2 separate regions of the Rattus norvegicus genome follow, and region 2 is linked to region 1. A link is a contact called in public Hi-C data. All regions are on one chromosome and are shown on one strand. The core of a region is the stretch at or near the end of the contact, and the rest is flanking DNA. Distances in the headings are between cores, read along the strand shown. Region 1 overlaps Ppp3ca (protein phosphatase 3 catalytic subunit alpha). Region 2 overlaps Emcn (endomucin).

What was found. Hi-C and Micro-C count contacts between places; a contact is called where the count stands out from the background.
Region 2: a contact with region 1 is called in a Hi-C map of Schwann cells, with 2.9 times the contacts expected there. The contact joins two enhancer-like sites. A contact is called at or near these places in 2 of 12 Hi-C or Micro-C datasets (the Rat2 cell line and Schwann cells).

What each region holds. Positions count from the first base shown.
Region 1 is chr2:228,012,483-228,018,390 of GRCr8, forward strand. The region is part of intron 2 of Ppp3ca (protein phosphatase 3 catalytic subunit alpha); the gene reads left to right. Among named protein-coding and RNA genes, the nearest start is that of Ppp3ca, 180 kb to the left of the region's middle. Within about 2 kb of position 2,824, at least 5 of the 93 cell types and tissues checked have an H3K27ac peak or open chromatin away from gene starts, as enhancers often do. A contact at or near this core is called in Schwann cells, where this site is marked.
Region 2 is chr2:228,626,175-228,632,082 of GRCr8, forward strand. It overlaps Emcn (endomucin), which reads left to right. Exons shown (of 12, transcript NM_001004228.1): 6 at 4,171-4,263; 7 at 4,500-4,553; 8 at 5,739-5,834. Among named protein-coding and RNA genes, the nearest start is that of Emcn, 65 kb to the left of the region's middle. Within about 2 kb of position 3,132, at least 32 of the 93 cell types and tissues checked have an H3K27ac peak or open chromatin away from gene starts, as enhancers often do. A contact at or near this core is called in Schwann cells, where this site is marked.

The DNA of each region.
Region 1 (5,908 bases), core at 1,574-4,073:
CTGTATATAAGCCTCGGGATCTGACATTAGCATATATTCAATAAAATGTGACCGCTCTTCATCATGGCCCCATGAAATCCTAACTATACTTCCAAATCCTATTGCTTAATGTAGCCATTGTCAATGGAGGCCACCTTGGGATGCGGAGAGACTCCTGAATGACTAAGAACTTGCCAAGCAAACCTCATTACCGAGCGTTGTGTAACGTGTACCAACACTTAGGAGCTGGGTTGCAGTTCCCCCAACTTAATCCAGCCCATGTTTGAAGTGCCCCGGGTAAATCAGAGAATGTGAACTTACTTCTCTCAGGAAGTCCATAAAGCACAGCCTTCCCGATAGTAGTGTAGGTGACCCTCGCGATTTTAAGCACAACTGGAGAAAAACCGTGAGGGAGGTCTCTTATAACATTGTCCAGACCAAATTGGGGGTTACCTTGTCATCATGCGTGAATCAATGGATTTTTAAAGCTAAATAGAATGTGAAGCCAAAGTCAAAGGAAGTGATTAGCAGTTGACATGTTCACAATGGTCGTGAGATAGAGCTTGTAAACAAACCATTTTTATAGATAATCATTAAAGCCAAGACCAGCATATTTTCATAGTTCAATCAGTGTGTGAACTCCAAAGAAGGAGCATGAGCCTCCTCTTCAGTTAGTTTATGACTTTTTCCATGCACACAATTTCCCCCTCAGTTAGGACCAACTCAAGTGTTTCCAGAAACATATAGTTTAGGTAAGTAAAGCGTGTGAAGCACACAGAGAGTTCCTGAAACACAAGCGGTAGAACTCCAGAACTCAGGACTTGCAACCCTACAGACAGCTGAACACTTGACTGTATTGATCTAGTGTTTATTTCTTATCTTACATAAACAAAATTAGGTTAAGAAAGAAAATACTGGTATATCATAAAACATTAACAATTATTCATAAATTTTGTATCTATATATTTTTGAGTAGCGCAGGATTTTATTTATTTATTCTATCTCTATCTATCTATCTATCTATCTATCTATCTATCTATCTATCTATCTATCTATCTATCTATCTCTATCTATCTGAGATAAAAGCCCATGTAGCCCAAGCTGGCTTTGAAGCCACCATGTCTCAAGGACGACCCTGGAATCCCAATCCTGTCCCCATCTCCCAAGTGCTAGGATCAGGAGTTTACTGCTGTGTCTAACCTTGGATGTAAATATATTTCAGACCTTAACTTACCAAGTAATTCTGGAAAGCCCTGCTTATAAAAGGATGCACAGAACTTTGCATACACTTTTCATCATTCAGAGGAGCATCCCTGAGTGTAACCATGGCAACAGCTTCTGTGGCCTTAGCAGCCAAGCTTAGAGCACATCCAGAAGATTTGAGGGGAAACTCAATAGGATAGGCCTTCTTTTACTTGGCTAAAACAATGTATTATTCAAATTTCTAGGATCTACAGGCACAGATCCTGGTTTATACGGTAGTTAACATCCATAGATCAATATATGAAATTTGAAATGCTCCAAACTCTGAAACTTTGAGTGACTATGTAACACCGTTAAGTGACATATTTGGCATGTAACATTAGGTGATAAATTGCAGTCCACATGCTTACCGAAGCAGAGACCAGCATGGTTTCATCCACCTGTAATCCTGGTACACAGGAAGCTGACAAAGGAGATTCCTACATCAAGAGGCCCTGTCTCAAAATAAAACAACTAAAACAGAAACAGACATCAAAAAAATACAATATTAACATAAAACATCGTTGTATTTAATGTTTAGACTTGGCATTTTCCCCGCAATATCTCAGTGTGCAAATTGTGTGTGCATATTAAAATCTAGATACCTCTGATCCCTGGCATTTGGAAAAGGGATACACACCATGTACATATTCTCTTCCTGCAAGACCTCCATAAGGATAATGGAGGAGAGAATTTTTAAATATATTTAATGTAAAGTGTGTGGAACTCTGAGGACACATTTGCAAGGGATAAAGGGCTCAAAGCAGGAGCTCTGTGAGAAATCTTCAAAGGGAACTGGCCTCCAATCCGATCTGAGGATTAAATGGTGAGTGGGTGCTTACCCAGATCACTGGGGTAATAGAAAAAGCTGTCTAGAGTATTGTAGCCTAAGGAGTAGAGAGGTTTGAACTTTCTACATTTGAAAACTATTGGGGCTGAGGGCAGGCATGGGATTTGGTGACTTTGGGGCAGGGAGGAGGTGGGGATGGGCTTTTAACGGGGAAAATCTCATTTACTCTGCTGTATATCGTTGGAACTTCATTACACACAGACAGTCCAAACCACTGAAAGGGAAAGGCATGCATGTATGTTGTGTTTTTGTTATTATGCTTCACTGATTTGGGCCCCTTGAATGGAACATGCTAAGGTACAAGATCGAAGGCTGAACACGCAGAAAATATCATGCAGGGGTCCAGACATGAAGAGTGACATCACAGTTTTTAAAGCACATCGAATTTAATAGACATTAAAATGTCCAAGGAGGCTGATGATGGGCCCAAAGAGAAATCTAGGATAGTTTTCAACTTTCTGGTTTATGTGACTAGACAGATAATTATGTCACCACCCAAGACACTGTGTATACCAGGGCAAGTCTGTCTAAAAGACAACAGATTCATCTGATACAACAGGAATCTAAGCGGGCCACCCAGAGTTACCCACATACAACAGCTGCTTGAATTTTCTGGAGCACCCTACCACCGGCAATAAAAAAGAGATCTGGTTTAGAGTCCACTGTGAATTCTGACTTAGAATGCTCAATGTCACTGGCTGTTGTGGGTAACAAGCAGGAAACCACGCAAATGCATGATGTAATTAAGAAGGGAATGGCTGAGTGATGACACAGCTGGGCTAAGATTGCATTTGTTGAAAATAGAAGGGTCAGAGGCTAGGCCAGTGAGGGGAACAGGAAGGATGGTGTTAGCGGAAGGTGAGGGGAAAGGACTGCCGAGTGCCTGCTGGACCTGAAGCCTTGGTTTCGCCCCTAGAAATGGAGTAGAGTAGCTGAGCAGGGTGTCCTGTTCCAGGGAGTCAAGGATCACAGAGGTTGAGGAGGTGATGACTCATTGAGTAGTTTGCTTGCTAAGTGACCTCTATCTACAGCAAAAGTGCATCACGGGGATGAGCAAAGACTTTTTAAAATGTATATTTTTAATGTTATTGTTTTTATTATATATGCACTGATGTATTGCCTGCATATGTCTGTGGCCCATATGTGTGCCTGGTGCCTGCAGAGGCTGGTAGAGAATGTCAGATCCCCTGGATCGGGAGTTACAGATGATTGTGAGTCACTGTATGGGTTCTGGGAATTAAACTCTGGGCCTCTCAAAGAGCAGCCGGTGCTCTTAATTGCTGAGCTCTTTTTCCAGCTCCATAGTTAATATTTTTTAACCATAAATAAAGGCAGATGTTTTTGGATAAGTGGAACAAAGTCTGTAGAAGTTAGAAATAAACAGAAGGCTTAGATATGTTTTGTGAAAACAAGAACACTGGAAGATTGTATGAAATGGAAGGGGTCTGTAATAACAGGTGAATCAGTAAATGAAAAATATGGTTCCCGCCTCTTGTGTAGAAGAAATTAAACAATGTGCAGAATGGACCTGGAAATGATCTAGAACCTTCCTGAAGAGCATCTGTAAAAGAGGCCTGGGAAGTGGTATCCTAACATATACCAAGATCAGCGCTGGGGTCATGATCTATATCCAGAGTTCTCACATCAGTCATGACTAGAGAATGTCACCCCTGGTTATCATGGACTGAGGCATTTTGGCCATCAACTGTTGACAATGCACTTAGATTCTTGAATCTCTAGCTGCCTCTTTATGGGAAAATGTATTAGACAGGATAATATGATGATGCCTCCCTCCCTCCCTCCCTCCCTCCCTCCCTCCCTCCTTCCCTCCTTTCTTTCTTTGTTTCTTTGTTTCTTTCTTCCTTCCTTCCTTCCTTCCTTCCTTTCTTTCTTTCTTTCTCTCTCTCTCTCTCTCTCTCTCTCTCTCTCTCTCTCTCTCTCTCTTTCTTTCTTTCTTTCTTTCTGATTATGTATGTTTTGGATTTTTTCTTGTATAAGACAGGCCCTCTCACTACACCACAGGCTAGCCTCAAGCTTACTGTGGAAATAAGACTGGATTTACACTAACTGCAGTCCTGCTCAACCTCTCCAGTGCTTGCGGTACCGAGCTTGTATGCCATGCCTTCTAAGTCTGTGTCTAGTTCGAATGAAAGTGTCATGGAAGTTCTCTGGAGAATGAGAGGGTGATGTTAAGCAGGTGATGAGTGTGGGACCCATCACAGAAATCCTGAGAGGTAGACTTTACAGTACAGGTCCAATGTCTACCGTGCGTGTTTCCTGGATGCATGGCTCTCTCCTTTCTCATGGTCTCCACTGCCCAGCCACTGTCACTGCCTTCGGGGCCACACAGGCTCACCACCACCTTGTATGTCAAGGTCAGCTACAGACAAGCAGTCACATTATCTCCAGACTCCTAGTGGGAAATTGCACCAAGTACAAATCAGTAGCTATCAAATTCTCTGCTTCTTCACAGCTTTCTGTAGATATTCAGGGAGCATGAAGTCTCACCATCTAGTGTATTTTCCTTCCATGCTAAGATTCTGATCAAGACCTTAAATGTGCTACCTCCTTTCTTTTTAAGGCCAGCCAAGTTACAGTCCACCATGACTCCTTTTTGCCTGTCTTATTTCTTCTAGTTGATCTCAAATGCTTGACAGGTATACTATTTTACTTATCAGGACTACACTTATGTCACGTAGTGCTGCCCTTCAACCCAGTAGAGATGATAAATCGTATGAACTCCTTTGTGTCATAGATACAAATTCGGCATTCATTCAATCATTCATTCATTCCAGAATCTTTCTAACATGGTCACTGATTGCTGTTATTTGGAATGAATATAGGAGACTCTAACCTCTGAAATTATGTTCTAGTCCAAAGAGACAAGCAAACGGATTAAATGTCGATGGATAATAATACAGTAGTTAAGGCATTGCAAACATGAGAATCCGAGCTCGGATGTCTACTGTTCATGTAAAAGCTGGGTGCTAGGACTGTCACAAAGTGGAGAATGACAGGGGAAGACACCCTAAATCAGAATCTGGCCTCCATACATGTTCACATGGATGAACACTCCCCCACATCCACTAGTGTACAGTCTCAGACACTCACATGTGCATGTTTCTGCTTAATAGAGTGTAACGGATGCCCTGGAGACATAAAAAAAGATGAGGATGGGGTTGATGGAACTACATGAGACTGAAAAGGGACAGCAAAGACATGCCTGAGGCTGAGGTGAATGTTGGCCTCTTAACTGAGGATCGCATGGGTACTGGGCCATGTAGCAAAGAAGGGAACTAGGTGAGAGGGACGTTGAGGGTTGAGAGTGAGCTGTTGTAGAACAGACATTATGGACCTTGTCTTTTCCTCACTTCCAATAGGAGGCCCCGTAGAGTTTTTGTGTAGACTTAAGAAACATTTATCTTGTCATCTCGAGATTTTCTTATCTCTGTTTCCATTAGGTCTTGGCCTCTCTTTTTGGATCATGAGCAACAAAACCAAACAACTTTGTACTGTTTAACAGCAAAGTACTATTAAAAGAAGTCTCTCAGATACCCAGGCTCAGACCATTAAATCTACCTACTTTGGCTTCTTTTATGAGAGAAGAATGCTAGAGACAGATAATAGTATTTATATTTATTTCAAACATGTGCCTCAAAGAAACACGTGTCTGTAGATTGAGAGGCAGCAAGGCCCATAATTCTGCAGTTGTATACATTGAAACTGAATGTTTTTGGAACTGCACAGTAAGCTCTACACAGCAAGGCTAATGTCATTCCTCATTGATGATAACGCAGTATTTATGATCTGAGCACAGATGTATTGAACTTTTACCAG
Region 2 (5,908 bases), core at 1,882-4,381, 610 kb after region 1:
AGCTTATGGCTTTATATCATCAAAATAAGTAATTGGCTCTAAACTTGCATTGAAATACCTGCTCTCCAGTCTACTTACTGTGTGGTCTTGAGAGGATACTTAACCTCTCTGGGCTTCGGTTTTCATTTTGTAAAAATGTAAGATTTATGAACAAACAGAATAGTCTTTAGAATCTGTTTATCCTGGGACAGAATAGAAGGGATATAAAAGTGGTTTTAGAGTATATTTAACTTACTTTACCTCTCTCTTACTGTCAGACTTGTTAACTTATCTCCCTGAACCACAGAATCTCGCATTCTTAAAACACAAGATTAAATATACTTCCTTAGGGATAAAATTACCTGGTACATATACAATAATAGTATCATGCTTCATTTTTTCTTGCATCTCATGCACAAATTCCTGGCACTTAATAACTATTTAAACTGATTAAGGAAGAGGAAACCCTCCCTTAATATTAATTTCTATAGAGTTATCCAAAGTGAATAGATCTCAATTCATAATAATGTCCAGGTAAGCATATGTTACTATCTCAGGTTAGTCACATTGATATCCCAAAGTAAAGTGAATGACTTTGGGGTAAAACTTTCCCATTCCTGTATAAATTGTCCCAGTTTACAAAGGTAAGCTCTGAGGAGAATAGAAATCTATCTAAACCAAGTAAAGGCAGAAAAACTCCCCTCTGATGTTCTACTGGTAACATAGACATCTCCAGAAAATGCACAAAAGAGCTGTGAAAAAGCAAAGCATCATCTGACAAGAATCTACATTCTTAAAGCTGGAAGAAAGTTCTAGGATTCCTACCATTGTACTCTCCTCTGTCAACAGAGCTACACCAATTGCAAGCATAGTACATAGTAGCCCTCATCTGAACTATGTTGTTCTGGCTGCTTTTCTAATCCACCATTTCGTTTCTGATAAGGAGAGCCCAGCATAGACTTCATTCCTTCCTTGGGTGTCAGGATGTTCAACATCAGGATGCCAGTGTCAGCATCAGCACCTGTACTTGTTATCTAATACCAAGTGGAAAACACCAAAACATACAGGCAACATTAAATGGACTCAATGGGCTGTATTTATATATTTATGCGCTTGTATAAAAATAATAATAAATACATGAATGTAGTGGGGGGCTGGAGAAGCCACTAGCAGAAAGGTAAGTTGGGGGAAGGCAGAAGAGGAGAGCTGGGCAAAAGCCTCCTTGATTGGCATTCATGCTTAGGAAGTTATTAAAGGGTCATCAGGGAATCCTCCAGCCCAAAAGAATCTTGGAAGGTATCTAAGGCTCTCGGTATTGTCACCTTGGCCAGACTTTCATCCAGCCTGGGGAATCACAGCCACCTACATTTCTATAACTTCAGGCCTTTGAATACAATTCTCAGGTCAAACTCAGATTTCTTCAGCTATCATTGAAGTCTTCTATTAGTGAAGGTTCAAACGACTTATGAAGTTTACAGGAAAAACGTGTACATCGTGCTGCATGCCTTTGATCCCAGCACTCTAGAGGAAGGGGCAGTTTTGAGCCATCTCCTTTACTTAACGAGTCCAGGATAGCCAGAGATGTATAATGAAACCTTGTCCTCAAAACCAGAACGTGGCCTCTCTCAGCACGTATGGGAAAAACACGAACACATTTCAGTGCAAGAGATTTGGCTCTAAGAGAACTTGCTTCACATAGTTTGATGTGAATTTTGACCTGAAGTCATTTAAGTTGTGATGGAGTGCCTCTGTAGATCACTAACCAACAGAATCACGAAACTCAGGACCCAGTGCAAACACGTGATCTAAGAAGGGCATGAGTTCTAATTTCTCCCACTCCTGACTTCTCCAGGCATTTTTTTTTAAAGGCACCTGAAACAGAGATGTTTGAAAAGTCAATTTCACATGGCTATACTCTGAATTTTTTTAGGAAATCAGACAAACTGCCTTTGGTTGAAAAGTTTACCTTCCTAAAAGACATAATCATACATTATAACAATATCATATAGCCTATATTACATAATGTTATATAATTTAAAATAACTATGCTAGGATCATTTATTCTCCTAGTCGATTTAATCTTTATGGCAACAATATAATGTTAAACTATTCTAGCCCCATTTACATGTAAGAAAATCAGACAAAAGGAGGTTAAATCGCTTGTCAAGTCTCCACAGGAAGTAAGCTTTGCAGTTAGAGTTTGACTCTGGCTTTCAGAACCATGTTCTTACCTACCGCATTAGTCTTCATCTGGACCTTCCCTGACCATGGTATTTTGGTAGAAATTTGCAGTGGCACATTTTTCACACAATAAATGAAGCTCAAGATCATCAGATCACACTATGAATCCCTCTGTTATAGTCACAGATGTGTGTGTGTGTGTGTGTGTGTGTGTGTGTGTGTGTGTGTGTGTGTGTGTGGTGTTGAATTCAGAAAAGATATTATTTTGGTTTTTTTAAAGATTTATTTATTGTATATAAGTGCACTGTAGCTGTCTTCAGACACACCAGAACAGGGCATCAGAACCCATTACAGATGGTTGTGAGCCAATATGTGGTTGCTGGGATTTGAACTCAGGACCTCTGGAAGAGCAGTCAGAGCTCCTAATCACTGAGCCATCATTCCAGTCAGAAAAGATTTCTTAAGAATTCCAGTTACAGGAAAAACAAAAATAGAAACTTGGAAGTTTCTACTTCACCCGCCCTGACCATTCACTTAAGAATGTTATCAAAGCAATCTTTTGACTCACAGTGGTAACCACTGACCCTGGACAATCAAATCAGCTTTTCTACAGAAAGCTTGGGGTGGCGTAGCTTGAATCAGAAAGAGTCCTCAGTCCACCCTTGGCCTGAAAATAAGGAGGTAATGAGGGAGTATAGGGAGTCTTGAAAACTAGCTGTTCTAAATTGAACAAGCACTGGTTATTCAGCAAGCCATCTTGTCCTGTACCTAAACACCCAAAAGACTATTCACCCCCACACAGCCCTTGACACAGGAAAACAAAACTAACAGTACAGAGCTCTCGGCTAGCTCCTGCACTTTTGCTTAATATTTTTTTTCCTTTTTTCGTTTTCCCCCCTGCTTTGTGCACTAGCCTGACATTTCTCTTTGTTCCTATGGGCATGTATCCAGCTCCTTCCCACATATCTCTTGCCTGGCAAGCAGAGTGTCGACTCCCAACATGATTCTGCCCCCACAGAGCATGCAGCGTGTGCTATGCTGTGGGTGGCAGAGGAGAAAGGAGCCATGGCGCAGCCCTAGAAATATTAATCTCTCTGGTGCCATTATGCAGGGTCTCAACACCTCTACGGGATCCTCAGCAAAATGGATTTGTCGGTGCAGGGAAGCAGTCAGTCTTGTTTAGTGCCCACTGGCTAAGGCAGGAATTGGTGGGAGGGATGTTGAGGCCTTTTGCACTCTGGGAGCTTTGTGGAAGGATGAGCCAGCAGCCATGATACAAAGACAGTGAAATGCAGTGCTTTATGTCACATATATTAATCTATGTTGTCTTATATTTAAAATTTTAATAATTTTTATTATTAATAATAATCTGCTTAGTCCTCTGATTAAATAAGGAAAGAACATTTTCCTTAAAGGAAGAAAAGATCATGATCAATGATACAATCTACCAGTCATTATTCAATGGAAGATGCTCATACAGTTGTAGCAACTTATGGAGGGAAATCAAGGAGTCTCTACCATTTCTCCTGGACTTCTTATCAAAGGCTACGTAGTGATCTTTTATCTTCGACCATTGGAAAATAACATAAAATCAGAAGCTTTCTACATTTATATCTATGTTAAGCATGTGTGATAGACAAAATAGCATTTACCAAGGTCAAAAATATCTGACGTGTGGTTAGTGTTTATCGTAGATTGACATCTCACAAGAACCTCATGCTTTTGGTTCTGTGAAATGGGGACCAGAATATGAGACTTGCTCACATTTTCTTAGGCAGTTCTCCGGATGACGTAATGTCGATATCCAGTTCACGTGGTGCCAAAGTCTGCTATCTTTCCAGAAGAAATACGTGATGTCAAGTTCAGCATTACCATTTCATGCATCTCTCTTATACAGAAATAAAGTGTTTTCCCAGATCTTTCAAAATGCAGACTGTTTAAATCTTCAAAGAAACCCAATACTGAAGTCTCGGTGCCTAAACTGAGCCTGGGTTTGTGATTTTCCTACAGGTACCAATCAACTGCCAGATGACCAAAAACCAAAGACGACCGAGACGCCCTCTGCATCGCTAACAACTGCAAAAACCATCTCACAGATTCAGGGTATGATTTTTGTGTATCTAGATGGAAACTTCTTCTACTTCACTCTTCTTTATGGAATAAATACTATCCATCTTCATTTTTGAGACACACTCTTGCAGGGTGAGAGAAAATTTTGCATTTGCGACATCATAACGATAAATCATGAATATATCCTTAAATGGGAGCAGAGGGAGGGTTATGTGGATTATCATATTTATCAAAGGTGACTTTAGCTATGTTCTTTCTCAAAATAACAGATACTGAGGATGGGAAGATCACAGCCACTACATCAACCACCCCCTCCTATTCCAGTGAGTAGCATATGTATTTCCATTCCTGGAAACAGACACACAGAATATGTGAGTGAGAACAATGAAGGAATGGGGCTGTGGATAGCCTGTTCCCAACTTTACTCAACATGTGACTCCATTGTCATCCTCACTACAGCCTGCTTAAAAATTCCTCATAAGCCTGATCTTAGTTACCACACTGTGGCCATTTTCTTTTTTTTTTTTTAAATTTCTCTTTCTGTTTCTTTTCCACTTTTGTCCTGTGGTAAGCAATCACCAGAAGAGGCAACTAAAAGCTTAATGGGAGTGTATTCAACTAAGGCAAAATCTCCACGCTAATAACTTTTATGCAAATCATCATGCCGTACGCCTTCCTTTGTCAATTAAATATTCCTACAGCAACCAATAATAAAAACAATGCTTTTTTTAACCTTGATGAAATTTTATCATATCGGTTGCAGTTAATTTCGTTTTAACATAAACATGTCTAAGAATATAACACCTCACAGATGTGCTAAGTCTGAGTAAAGAATACTCAAGATACTCAATAGTTATAGTAAGTAACAGTAAGGTGAACGTGTGGGAAGCTGGAGGTACAAATGAGTATCTTTGGTGTCGGTAAAAAGCATTTCATTAATTAAGGAATCACAAAAAGAACTGACCCACTGATAAATGCCACTTTCTTTCTGAAGAGCTAATAATGTCACACCTATTTCAAGCTATGTTTTAGACTTTCTAAAAAGCTATTTCATCCATCTGTTTATGCTCCTTTGCACATTTTCTATCTTCAAGGCAACACGATGAAAAGATATTTGCAAGTCTCAGCCTTTGAATTAGAACCACCCAGTAAGCTGTATTTTTTCAAGTAACTTTATTACAATAAAATACAAAAATATATATAGATATAATAAAGAGAACTGTTTCCTCTAGTCTTTCTCCTTACTCCCCCAGCCACCCGGAAGATGGGAAGCCATCTCTCTGAGGTTTGGTAGTCTGTTGAAGAAAGGCTACAAGGGTGACATCAAGTGGATATGTCAGAAATGACAAGCAGAGCAAACCCATAAATCATATTAATTATTGCCTGAAATATACTAGTGGTTTGATAAAATGTTGTTTAAAGAAGAAAGCACACATGTTCTGTCCGGTGTGGTCTATCTGTATGGAATCAGCACCACTGGAGCTGACGATGTTCCCAATACTTTTCAGGTGTTATTTTGCCCGTGGTTATCGCGCTGATTGTTATAACAGTCTTGGTGTTTACTCTGGTGGGCTTGTATCGAATATGCTGGAAAAGAGACCCAGGTAAGCACTGGCCTTTTTGTTTCATTTCATTTTGTTTTCCCAAAGGGAGGATGAACGGTTGCTTAGGGAAACCT